Linked DNA regions of Callithrix jacchus: region 1 is linked to region 2. Evidence: chromatin contacts called from public Hi-C data. All regions are on one chromosome and are shown on one strand. Each heading gives the region's core, a stretch centred on a gene start, on an enhancer-like site or on the middle of the called end of the contact. The rest is flanking DNA. Distances are from core to core; before and after follow the strand shown. Region 1 overlaps OSBPL2 (oxysterol binding protein like 2). Region 2 holds the start of MTG2 (mitochondrial ribosome associated GTPase 2).

What was found. Hi-C and Micro-C count contacts between places; a contact is called where the count stands out from the background.
Region 1: a Hi-C map of induced pluripotent stem cells shows a contact between it and region 2, with 2.1 times the contacts expected there. The contact joins the enhancer-like site here to the promoter of MTG2 in region 2. A contact is called at or near these places in 2 of 3 Hi-C or Micro-C datasets (induced pluripotent stem cells and skeletal muscle).

What each region holds. Positions count from the first base shown.
Region 1 is chr5:57,841,548-57,846,858 of calJac240_pri, reverse strand. OSBPL2 (oxysterol binding protein like 2) reads right to left here. Exons shown (of 15, transcript XM_035299110.3): 11 at 5,177-5,300; 12 at 2,939-3,067; 13 at 576-699. Among named protein-coding and RNA genes, the nearest start is that of ADRM1, 16 kb to the left of the region's middle. Within about 2 kb of position 3,953, at least 2 of the 16 cell types and tissues checked have an H3K27ac peak or open chromatin away from gene starts, as enhancers often do.
Region 2 is chr5:57,742,064-57,747,342 of calJac240_pri, reverse strand. It overlaps MTG2 (mitochondrial ribosome associated GTPase 2), which reads right to left and starts at 2,138. Exons shown (of 8, transcript XM_078372058.1): 1 at 2,096-2,138. It overlaps SS18L1 (SS18L1 subunit of BAF chromatin remodeling complex), which reads right to left. Exons shown (of 12, transcript XM_035299101.2): 12 at 2,669-5,279.

The DNA.
Region 1 (5,311 bases), core at 2,704-5,203, 98 kb before region 2:
TGTTTAATATTAAAAAATCAGAAACTCTCACTTTGTTTTTGAGATAGGGTCTCTGCCTCCTGGGTTCAAGCAATCCTTCTGCCTCAGCCTCCAGAGTAGCTGGGATTACAAGCACATGCCACCAAGCATGCCAAACTTCTTATATTTTTAGCAGAGACAGTGTTTCAGCATGTTGGCCAGGCTGGTTTTGAACTCCTGACCTCAGGTGATCCACCCACCTCGGCCTCCCAAAGTGCTGGGATTACAGGCGTGAGCCACCACACCTGGCCTAGGACTTGTACTTTCTGCGTATTCTTTTTCATTTCACTTTCTAGTAATGTAAATTTATTTACAAATTTATTTAGCTTATTTACAAAAAGGTTTGGTCTGAGGCAGGTGAGAGCTCTTCAAAGTCCTTTGCCGCAGATGGTCTGAGAAGCCTGGCTCTAGAAAGCCGTGGCCTGCTTGTTTGTTTAGGGAAAGGGACCGCCCCCCTGAAGGGGAGAGCCTGGCTTCTGCCAGCGGGTGCTTTGTACTCCCCACCCTAGCTGGCCGTCCTTGGCCCCAGCTCCCCTCTCTGGCAGTGTAGCACGCACCCATGTCGCCATTCTCCATGCCACGGATGTCAGGGCGCAGGCGGCAGTCCGTGGGCGGCAGGGTCTTCTCCATGCCCGTCTCCAGCTCATTGAGGCTCACAGTGAAACTGGTGAAATTATACATCTGCGGAGCAGACACAGGGACGCGGCCTCAGCAGGGCCGCTGAGCCACAGACCATGCTCCGAGACCCCCAGTGGGCCCTGGAAACCCTGCAGGTGCTACCTGACTGCCACGTCCAGAACCCACTTCCGCTCGAGCTGTCGCACAAATGTAATGCCTCTGCCATCTTCACTAAGCACTTATCTTGTGCTGCACCTGTAACGTTTGCAGTCTGAGGTGTGACAGCAAAACACACACGTTTCTTTTTCTGTCATCACAATGTCATCGACAGATTTGTCACCAGCTTGCTGGAAACACTCTGGCCAAGGCCACCTGTCTCCCACTGCTAAACTCTCAGCTTGCACCTGCTCCTTCCCTGCCCTCACCACACCTGCCCGCGGTCCCTCCTCTCTACTCTCCAGCTGCCAAAGCCTCAGCCCTGGGAGCAAGTTAACCTGTCATGTCAAAAACTGAAATGCTTAGGGTATGACAGTCACCCCGTGCCCAGGATGCCCTGAGCCTTGCTCTGCCTCGCTTCTGGCTTGCAGCTCTGTCTGCTCAGTGCCTCTTGGACAGCACACCCAGGAAGGCCTGCTGCAGCACTCTGCACCCACGGTCTGCATCCCTCATGGCCCTGGGACCTCTCAGGTCCTCCCGCCACAGCCAGGCCCTCCAGCTGCCACCCGTGTCCTCCCTCTTCTGTTGCCCCTACGGCATCTCAAACAGCCAGAAGGGCCACAGGAAACATCAACCGTCACCCCCTGCTTAAATGACTTCCATGGTGTCCCATGTCATTCAGAGCAAAAGCTGAAGTCATCTGGGGACCCCTGCACCCTTCCACCCTCATCCCCATGGCTCCCTTAGGCCTTCTGGCCCTCACACACTAGTCTACTCCAGGGGGTTCTGCCCTGGCTGCCCCCTCTGCCCAAATGCAATCACTGGACAACCCCCACTCCATGACCAAAGCCACAGCACTCAGATGCCCTCACTGGCACCTAAGGCACCACTGGGTTCTCAAGCATGAGTCCACCACCTGCCCTGCCTCCCTGCTGGGGCCTCGTCCGCCTGGTCCTTGTGCCCAGGCCCACAGTGCCTGGCAGGCAGGTGGACTCAACACATATGCTGAGCCAAAGGCTGGAAGCACAAGTTATCTTGAAAGAGATTTCCATGGAAAAAAAAATCCAAAATACCAATAGTATCATTGGCAGGCCACAGTGTCTCATGCCTGTGATCCCAGCAACTCAGGAGGCCAAGGCAGGAAGGCTGCTTGAGGCCAGAAGTTCGAGACCAGCGTGGGAAACATAGGAAGACCTCCTCTCTACAAAAAATAGAAAATTAGTCTGGTATGGTGGCACATGCCTGTGGTCCTAGCTACTCAGGAGCCTGAGGCAGGAGGATCACTTGAGCCCAGCAGCTGGAGACTGCAGTGAGATCCCGCCACTGCACTGCAGCCTGGGTGACAGAGTGACACTCTGCCTCTATTAAAAAAGAAAACAGCACTGTTAGACCCGTTCATGCTGTACTCAAATAATGACAGTGACTGTTGAGGCAATGTGCTCAGAGGTGAAGATTTTGCTCCTTTTCTGTATTTTACATGTTCTGCTCTGTTTATGGGACATACAAAACTTTTTAAGTTGCATATATTTTGTATATAAATAAGAATTTATAAAAGATATCAAGATATTAATTTGGTTATATTTATCATAAACCACATATCAATTATTTTGTTATATATATGTAAGACATGTCATTTACCATATATTTAATAAAATTATCAGTGTAATTTTCAAAAATAAATATCACAATGTATTTAAGCACGTGAACTGACAAGTTAGAAAACAATTTCCCAGGGCAGGTCTGGAGGCCTCTGTGGTAAGACACACTCAGTGCAGGCCTTGACAGGCAATGGCCATGTGCCTGTCTGATGTTCCTGGGAAGAGCACGTGTGTGCCCCGCAGGCGGCTCTGACACACAGCTGAGCGTGCGTCGGTACCTCGACCTGCACGTCCTGCGGAGCAGCGGTGTTGATCCCAACAGCAGGCTTCGAGACCAGCAGGTAGGCACAGGCCGGGATGCAGCTCCAGGGAGAGCAGAGGCCCACCCCACTGGCGAAGGCCCCTCCATCTGCTCAGGGACAACAGGCTCAGGCGAGGTGGCAGACAAGGGCCCAAGGACAGGGAAGAGCAGAGGGGCTGGCCTGGGATGTCTCAAGGCAGGTCTGACCTGGGCAGGCAGAGGCGTCAGGCCACAGAGGGGCACAGACCTGGGCAGAGTTGGGGGGCCGCGTGTTGATCCTCCAGAGCAGCTTGCTGCCAGGGATGACCTGCACGGTCTCCTGGGCTACAGGCACGTCGTCAGCCACATCACTCTCAGCCTTCCTGGAGCTGTCCTCCTGAAACACAGAACCCTGCTGTGTGGCCACCCGGGGCCAGGCCACCTTTGGCTGGGAGGACAGGTATTCTCAGAGTGCTTTTCAGACCAGTCACCATGCCTGAGCACAGCCAGGCGGCCTTGGCCTTTTTTTTCCTTTTTTTTTTTTTGAGACAGAATTTCACTCTTGTGGCCCAGGCTGGAGTGCAATGGCGAGACCTAGGCTCACTGCAACCTCCACCTCCCAAGTTCAAGCGATTCTCCTGCCTCAGCCTCCTGAGTAGCTGGGATTACAAGCACTCGCCACCACTCCCAGCTAATTTTTTGTATTTTTCGTAGAGATAGGGTTTTACTATGTTGGCCAGGCTGGTCTTGAACTCCTGATCTCAGGCAATCCACTCACCTCGGCCTCCAAAAGTGCTGCAATTACAGGCATGAGCCACCACGCCCAGCCTTTTTTTTCTTAAACTAAGGAGAAAATCGAATTTCCTCCCTAGTCTATCCCCTGTCTGTCACTATTCGGAGAGGAGCCGGGCCCCAGTCCCTAAAGCAGCTCACGCTCCCTTCATGGGGACATGCTGTCTACTCTGACACTCAGAAGATGACAAGTCGGTAACAGGGCGTGTTTCCTTTGGGGAGAAGCAGGCATGTGAAAGGGCGCTCTATGGAGTCTGAGCATTGCTGTATGGGCGATGCCTTCCACATAACACGTTCATTCACGCTCATGGCGCCTCTCCAGAAGGCAGGCTCTGGGACTGAGAGCCTTCCTAGATGGGGCAGTTTTGTCCTCCATCAAGAAGTGACTCGTGTGGGGGTTTCAGGATCTCTCGGCATCTCAGACAGAACCCACTGTACAGCACACCCTAATGAGAAGACAAAACCTGCCACGTTGCTTTTCAAAAGGAAGAGAATGGTTACCAGATGCTGCTGTTCAGGGAGACTACTGAAAACAAGGGAGTCAAGCCCTGGGCTTCCTGCATCAGTGGGGCTGTGTTACACTGGCTGTGGGCCACTTGGCCTGAGGCCGGGTGAGGGAGAGCCGAGGTTCAAGGACAAGCATTCACAGAAAACACTCCTGTTTCTAGGTCACCTCCAGGAGCAGGAAAGCATCAAAAGACATCGCTAAATGGGTTTACCCTTCCAGGCCTGTGGAGTCTGTAAGCAGAATTTCACCTTTTTAAATAAAAAAGGATTAGAAAAGGTGTCTACCGGCACACATCAAATACTACAATGTAAAAACACTTAGGATCCTGGAGGAGGCTGAATGTTTTCGTGAAATAGTGAACGATTCAGGTTTGGTGTGTTCCAATTCACTACGTAGAAAGTGTGACACCTCTTTTGAACTATCACTTATTTTTAAGCTCAAGAACAACCAGTCTTAAGGTAATCAGTACACCAAAGCTCTTGGGGAAAACCTTGCCAATACTTTCTGGCTGTTGAATATATTATCTGGTACTCACAACTAAAAACAGAAAATTGAATTTCACTTTATTTTTTAAACATATCTAAGTTAATTTGAAGAAAGCGAGATTTACTAAGAAGGACCCAGAAGTTGGAGCTTCCAGAAAAGTAACAGCCTTGCATGAGGTTCCCTCAGGTACTTCTAGCCATGGGGGCAGGGGACTATGACTCCAGGGCACCGGTGCCCACCGTTTATAGCAGCAGCCTCTGTGCAACTGAAATATAGATATATCGGCTGGGTGTTGTGGCTCATGCCTGTGATCCCAGTATTTTGGCAGGTTGAGGCGGGAGAACTGCTTGAGCCCAGGAGTTCAAGACTAGCCTATGAGACATAGCAAGACCCCAACGTTATGAAAAAATAAAAATAAAATTTAGCCAGGCGTGGTGGTGCACACCTACAGTCCTCGCCACTTAGGAGGCTAAGGAGGGAGGATCACTTGAGCCTGGTAACTAGAGGCTGGAAAAAAAAACAGAAAGAAATACAGATAAACTCCCCACCAATACTAGAACCCACAACAACACGCAGTTAATCTGGACAAATTCTGCATGTTCATCTCTCCTGGTGGGGGCCAAAGGCTCCCTGGGCCCCCGACAGGTAAGCTAAGGGCCGCAGCACCTGACAGCCCTCAGCACCCAGGGCACAGTTCTCCCGGGGCGCCCCAGCCCTTACCGGCTTGGCCTTCCTCAGGTGGTCGCCTCTCCTCTCCTGCTTCTTGAAGGATTCATACGAAGCGTGATCTATGCCCCACAAACATTCCGTCCACTTGCCATAGATCATAAAGAGCTTCTTTTTGCTATAATTAAA
Region 2 (5,279 bases), core at 889-3,388:
GCAAAGTACTGTTCTAAGTATTTTTCAGGGATTAACTCATTCAGTCCTCATAAAACTCTGTGAAGAAAATACTTCATCCTTATTTTAAAGTTGGGGAAACTGAGGCAGACTCACCCAAGAGCTATCAGATGGGAAGGGTCAGGGGTGGAGCATGAAAGCAGGTTGGGGAAAAAACACAACCCGGGCTCATCAAGACAAGCACAGTCACCGCTCAGCCTGCTGGAACGCTGCACCACCCAGCCCGGATATTCTGGAACCCAGGCTTCCTGATGCTGGTGACACGGAACCTGAAGGAGATGAACTGCAGAGAAGGCTGCAAAGCCAACCAGAGACCTGAACTCGGAATCTCGCCTCATCTGCTTCCTCCTTTTTGCCCTTTCAATTTCTCTTTGGAGACCTGATGTTGCCCTCCCTTGCCAGATGAACAAATTCCACTGTTTCACGCTGCTCTTCCGTGTCTTTATTCCTTCTAACAAGGCTGTCCTTGAGCTGTCCAGTATAGTATCCACAGGCCACATGGGGCCATTAGGCTAAAATTAAGTAAAATGTGAAAACTCAGTCCCTCAGGCCACATCTAAGTGCTCATAGCCACATGTCAACAGTGGGTACCATATGGGACAGTACAGATGAGAACACTGCCCTCAGCACAGACAGGGCTTTTTTTAGACAAGAGTCTCACTCTGTTGCTCAGGCTGGAGTGCAGTGGCAGGATCTCACCTCCCTGCAACCTTTGCCTCCTGGGTTCAAGCAATTCTCGTGCCTCAGCCTCCCAAGAAGCTGGGATTACAGGCACCCACCACCACACTCAGCTAATTTGTGTGTGTGTATGTGTATATACATATTTTGGGGGGGAGGGAGTTTTGCTCGAGTTGCCCAGGCTGGAGTGCACTGGCAGGATCTCAGCTCACTGCAACCTCCGCCTCATGGAGGCGAGGTTGATCCACCCGCCTCAGCCTCCCGAGTACCTGGGATTACACATGCCCACCACCATGCCCAGCTCAATTTTGTATTTTTAATAGAGACAGGGTTTCATCATGTTGGCCAGGCTGGTCTTGAACTCTCGACGTCAGGATGATCCACCTGCCTCGGTCTCCCAGTGAGATTACAGGCGTGAGACACCCGCCCGGCACTGACTCTTCACTTTACACTTTTTATGCCCATCTAAAGCAGAGGAGGCTGAAAGTCAGAGAGGCTAAATCACTTGCCCAAAGTGACAGTGTCCTCTGGCCCCCAGCTGTTGGTGACACCTGAATTTTACGGCAGGAGTCTTCCCACTGAGATTCGAATAAACATAGACTTCCCAGAGGACTAAGGCCAGGATAATTTCAAAGGAATCCATTTTCTGCTCCTCAACTTTTGCTATGTTCTCTCTGCTAAAACAGAACTGCCTGAGGAGGAACTTGTGTTTAAAACAACTGACTTCTACTTTCCCGTCCCCCTTTCACAGTGGGTCCTCCCCTTTACAAAAGGTATTCTCCAGCGACACTGCCCAACAAGCCCCTCCGATTCCCATCCACAGGTCTGTGTGAACACCATTCCTCGGTATCTAGAGCTACGAGAACGTAAAACGGGAACAGAACGGACAACCCCGTCTCACTGGGCAAAAGCCACCCGCAGACAGTGAACTCTCTGGAAACGCGCCTCCCGGAGGCGCGTTTACAATACACAACTTTTTATCACCCAAATGCACACATATTTATGTTGTCCCGTGCGAGTGTACACGACCAATCATCACTTTAACATTCCAGAGGAAAATGTTTAGTACTTACAGCCCTGGATCAAGGCAAATTCCTAAACAACTTGCCTCGGAATTCACACGCGGCACCCATCCCTGTGACAGCAGCACCCGGGTGGCCGACAGCACCTCCGACCCCAAAACGCGGTTCTGCGGGAGAGCGGAGCGGAGAAGGACCGGGGAGCACGGCGCCGCTCCCCACCGCCCGGGTTCGCAGACCGGCAGCGCTCCAGTCCTCTCGGCTCCTAGGCCGGGCCTCTCCCGCTCCCAGCGCCCCGGTGCCCCGCGGTCCAAGCCGAGGCCCCTCCTCACGCCCAAGCCACGTCCGCCCCCGGGGCCCCGCGTCCACCGCGCCCTCACCTGCTCGGGAGAGCGCGTCACTTCCGGGGCATCGCAGGCGGCCGACCCCTTCCGGTGCCTCTAGGCCCCGGCTGCCCCGCGCTTCCCAAGTGCGCAGCTGCGGAAGAGGAGCCGGCGGACCCCGGAGAGGACTTTGTCCCCGTGAGCGGGCGCCAAGAGGAATAGCGGGAGGGCAGCAGAGCGCTCAGCTGTAGCCGCGCTTCTCGCCGGCGCCCTCGCTGCCGGAGCCCTGGGACAGCCGCCCCTCCCAGTACCCAGGGCCACCCAGCTCCTCCGACCAGTCTGGCGCTGCTGTCGTCCGTGAAACCTCCCGGGCCCGATGAGGACACCGCTTTTGCACGAGGAAGCTATGGGGCAACACAGAGCAGGCAGTGGGGACCGCAGGGCAGTCCCGGGGCGCCGTCCTCACCGCCCTTTCCCTGGCTCCGCCTTCCGGCTGCGGGGAATCCGGCGCGGACCCACGGGGACTCTGCCCAGGAACCGAGCTGACAATCTGCCGGGTCCTGGTAATGTTTGCAGAGTAAGTCACACCAAAATCCCATTACCTTCATGAAAACTAACTTTATAGGATAATTTTTGAAGAACCAGTTTATTAAGAGATTACACCAAAACCATAATTTATGTGTCAAACTCCGACTGAAAAAAAATTAACCGATATCCAGGATGGTTTTCAAATGTACTGTACTCACAAACCAGACAAATTTGACTTGTTCAATAAATAGAAATGAAGTGGCTAAACATTTTTTAATGGAAATGGAAAACAGTCTTCCACTCTGTAGTGTTGAAGGGGTGCCCCCTATATGTAGAAAAACCCTGACAAAATCAGAGCTTCAGGTAAACTCCAACCAGATGAGCATATTCACGTTTCTTTTCAGATCTTAGGAGATCTTGTCCACGTTAATCCCATTCATAAAGACTCTGGGCCTGAGTTCTGATGTACTGTTTTAATATGCTATATACTGTTGATTCAACAACAAACCCTAATGGGTGATGAGCTTTTGCATACCAATATGAAATTTGTCAGCACTTCTGAAAATTGTGGCCATTATTTTTCAAATTCACAATTTGCTGGAAGTCAGGGAACGACAGGAAGAAGAATGAGCATCAATTTTCACGTCGTCCTTTGCTTCTTCATTGGCCTTCCATAGAAGTAGTCAGAAAAAAACAGCACCATCAACCACACTTCACGAATAATTCATGTTAGCCTAAGCTTTTCTCAACATTCATAGGACAGAAGATATAATAAGTTAATGAAAAGGAATTGCTGGCATCACTTTCCCCCACAATATTACATAAAAATGGACAACACATTAAATAAACATTCTGTTATTAATCATTAAATATATTAACACCAAAAATCATGTATAAATTAGGAAATAAATGTACAAACTATTTTGCAAAGTGCTTTTTAAAATATATACACAACATTCAAGATATTCTTAATGTAAGACATTTCAGATTGAAATTTTGGGATAAGTGTCCTTTTCTTTCAGAAAGTATTAATACAGCACTTAAAAACACAAACACACACACACACACACACATACACACACACACACAAAAGGCATATTCCCAGATTGGCAAGGAATAAAAATAAACTATTTTCACAGTTATCTAAAATGTTTAACATTTTCAATGGGAAATTTTAGTCCCTGATTGAGTTTGCAAATTAGTTTTATGAAAATTGACATGAAAAGAACAAAATCAAGGGAGAAGACTCCCTAACTGAAATTGCTCATACATACTTTTGTCAATTAGCAATTAAGAACTCTCTTCAGTAATATGAACATACACATTTACTTTTAAGCCCTTACCAGTGTTAAGGGTTTAAAAAACCCTTATGCCTACAAAATAAACACTGCCATCCCCAATTCTGTGTGACACCTGTCTCATGGACGAGGGAAGAACGTCCTATAACAGGACTCAACACAGCCAAGTCCTTTAATCTGTGCCTTAGTTCTTCATCTCTAAAAAATTTCCTCACAGGGGCTGTCGGGATTAATTCAAGCAAAACACGTATGCACCTTGTAAATTCTAAAGCACTTAACTCTGGATGAAGAACTACTTTTAACTTTTAAAACAAAACATCAATTAAAGAGAAACATCATTATTAGTAGACCTCATATATCAAGCACTGGGTATCTTTTGTATTTTCTTGGTAGTTCTTGGAAATTCACCAGCATTTATCCAAATATTTTTTTAAAAGGATTCATAGCAAATATGAGTATTATTCCAAGTAAAGGCTGATCAAATGTCCATGCGGGTTGTTAATGGCAGCATACGATTTTTTTTCCTTTGACCATACTTTTCCAAGTGTGCTGTCTTTAATGTTTACACAGAATTGAAATAGGATTTAATATCCTAGAAATGTAAAAATTACTTAAGTTTCACTATATAAAACCTTTATTTTTCATTAGAAAGAACACAGTAAAGTTACTGGATATGACTTTCAGACATCCCTAAAAGAAAAGAAATGCTTGCTTGGAGATCTGAGCAAGTAGGTCCTGGAAGAAATAATGTAAAATAAACAACTTGCCAACTGTTTGGAAAATCTGGTGTCAATATTTTAAATTACCTATCAATTTAGCATTGGGCATATTAAATATTCCAATCCCAGAAATGACCATCAGCTAAACAAGGGTCAAAGCCAGAGTAATCTCTGACGGCCCACTTCCCAGAGAGCTGCCCCTCTTTCCTTCAGCAACACCACTCATCCTGTGTCAGGCGATCCGCCCAGGACCTTAGGGATTCATGTTTATTTGGAATACAGTCATTGATTCCTGTTTACTTTTTAATACAAAAACATGTACCTTTTTGGATAAACGCAACTGGTGAGAGCCAGGCCACGAGCAAGCTCTGGAAGTAGCCATCTGTGGCCTCTCCTGAGGGAGATGTTTCTTCTTTTCATTATGTGACAGAAACTGACCCAACACACAGAAGACGCCCTCCCACCACCCACTGAGGCACAGGAAGAGGCTGCTCTCCAGGGGCTGCATGTGTGTCTAGCTGTGGTGTAGCCAGTTAAAGAAAAGTTGACAGCCCACGTTATAGCAACTGTATGAGGAGAGAAATGAGACCTAAGGTCTGTTGATCGGAACAGGTAGACTATGGTGTCTTTGAGATCCGTCCCATCCCTGGGCACAGAAATGCTCTGATGACAAAATGACCCCCAAAGCAGCTAGAA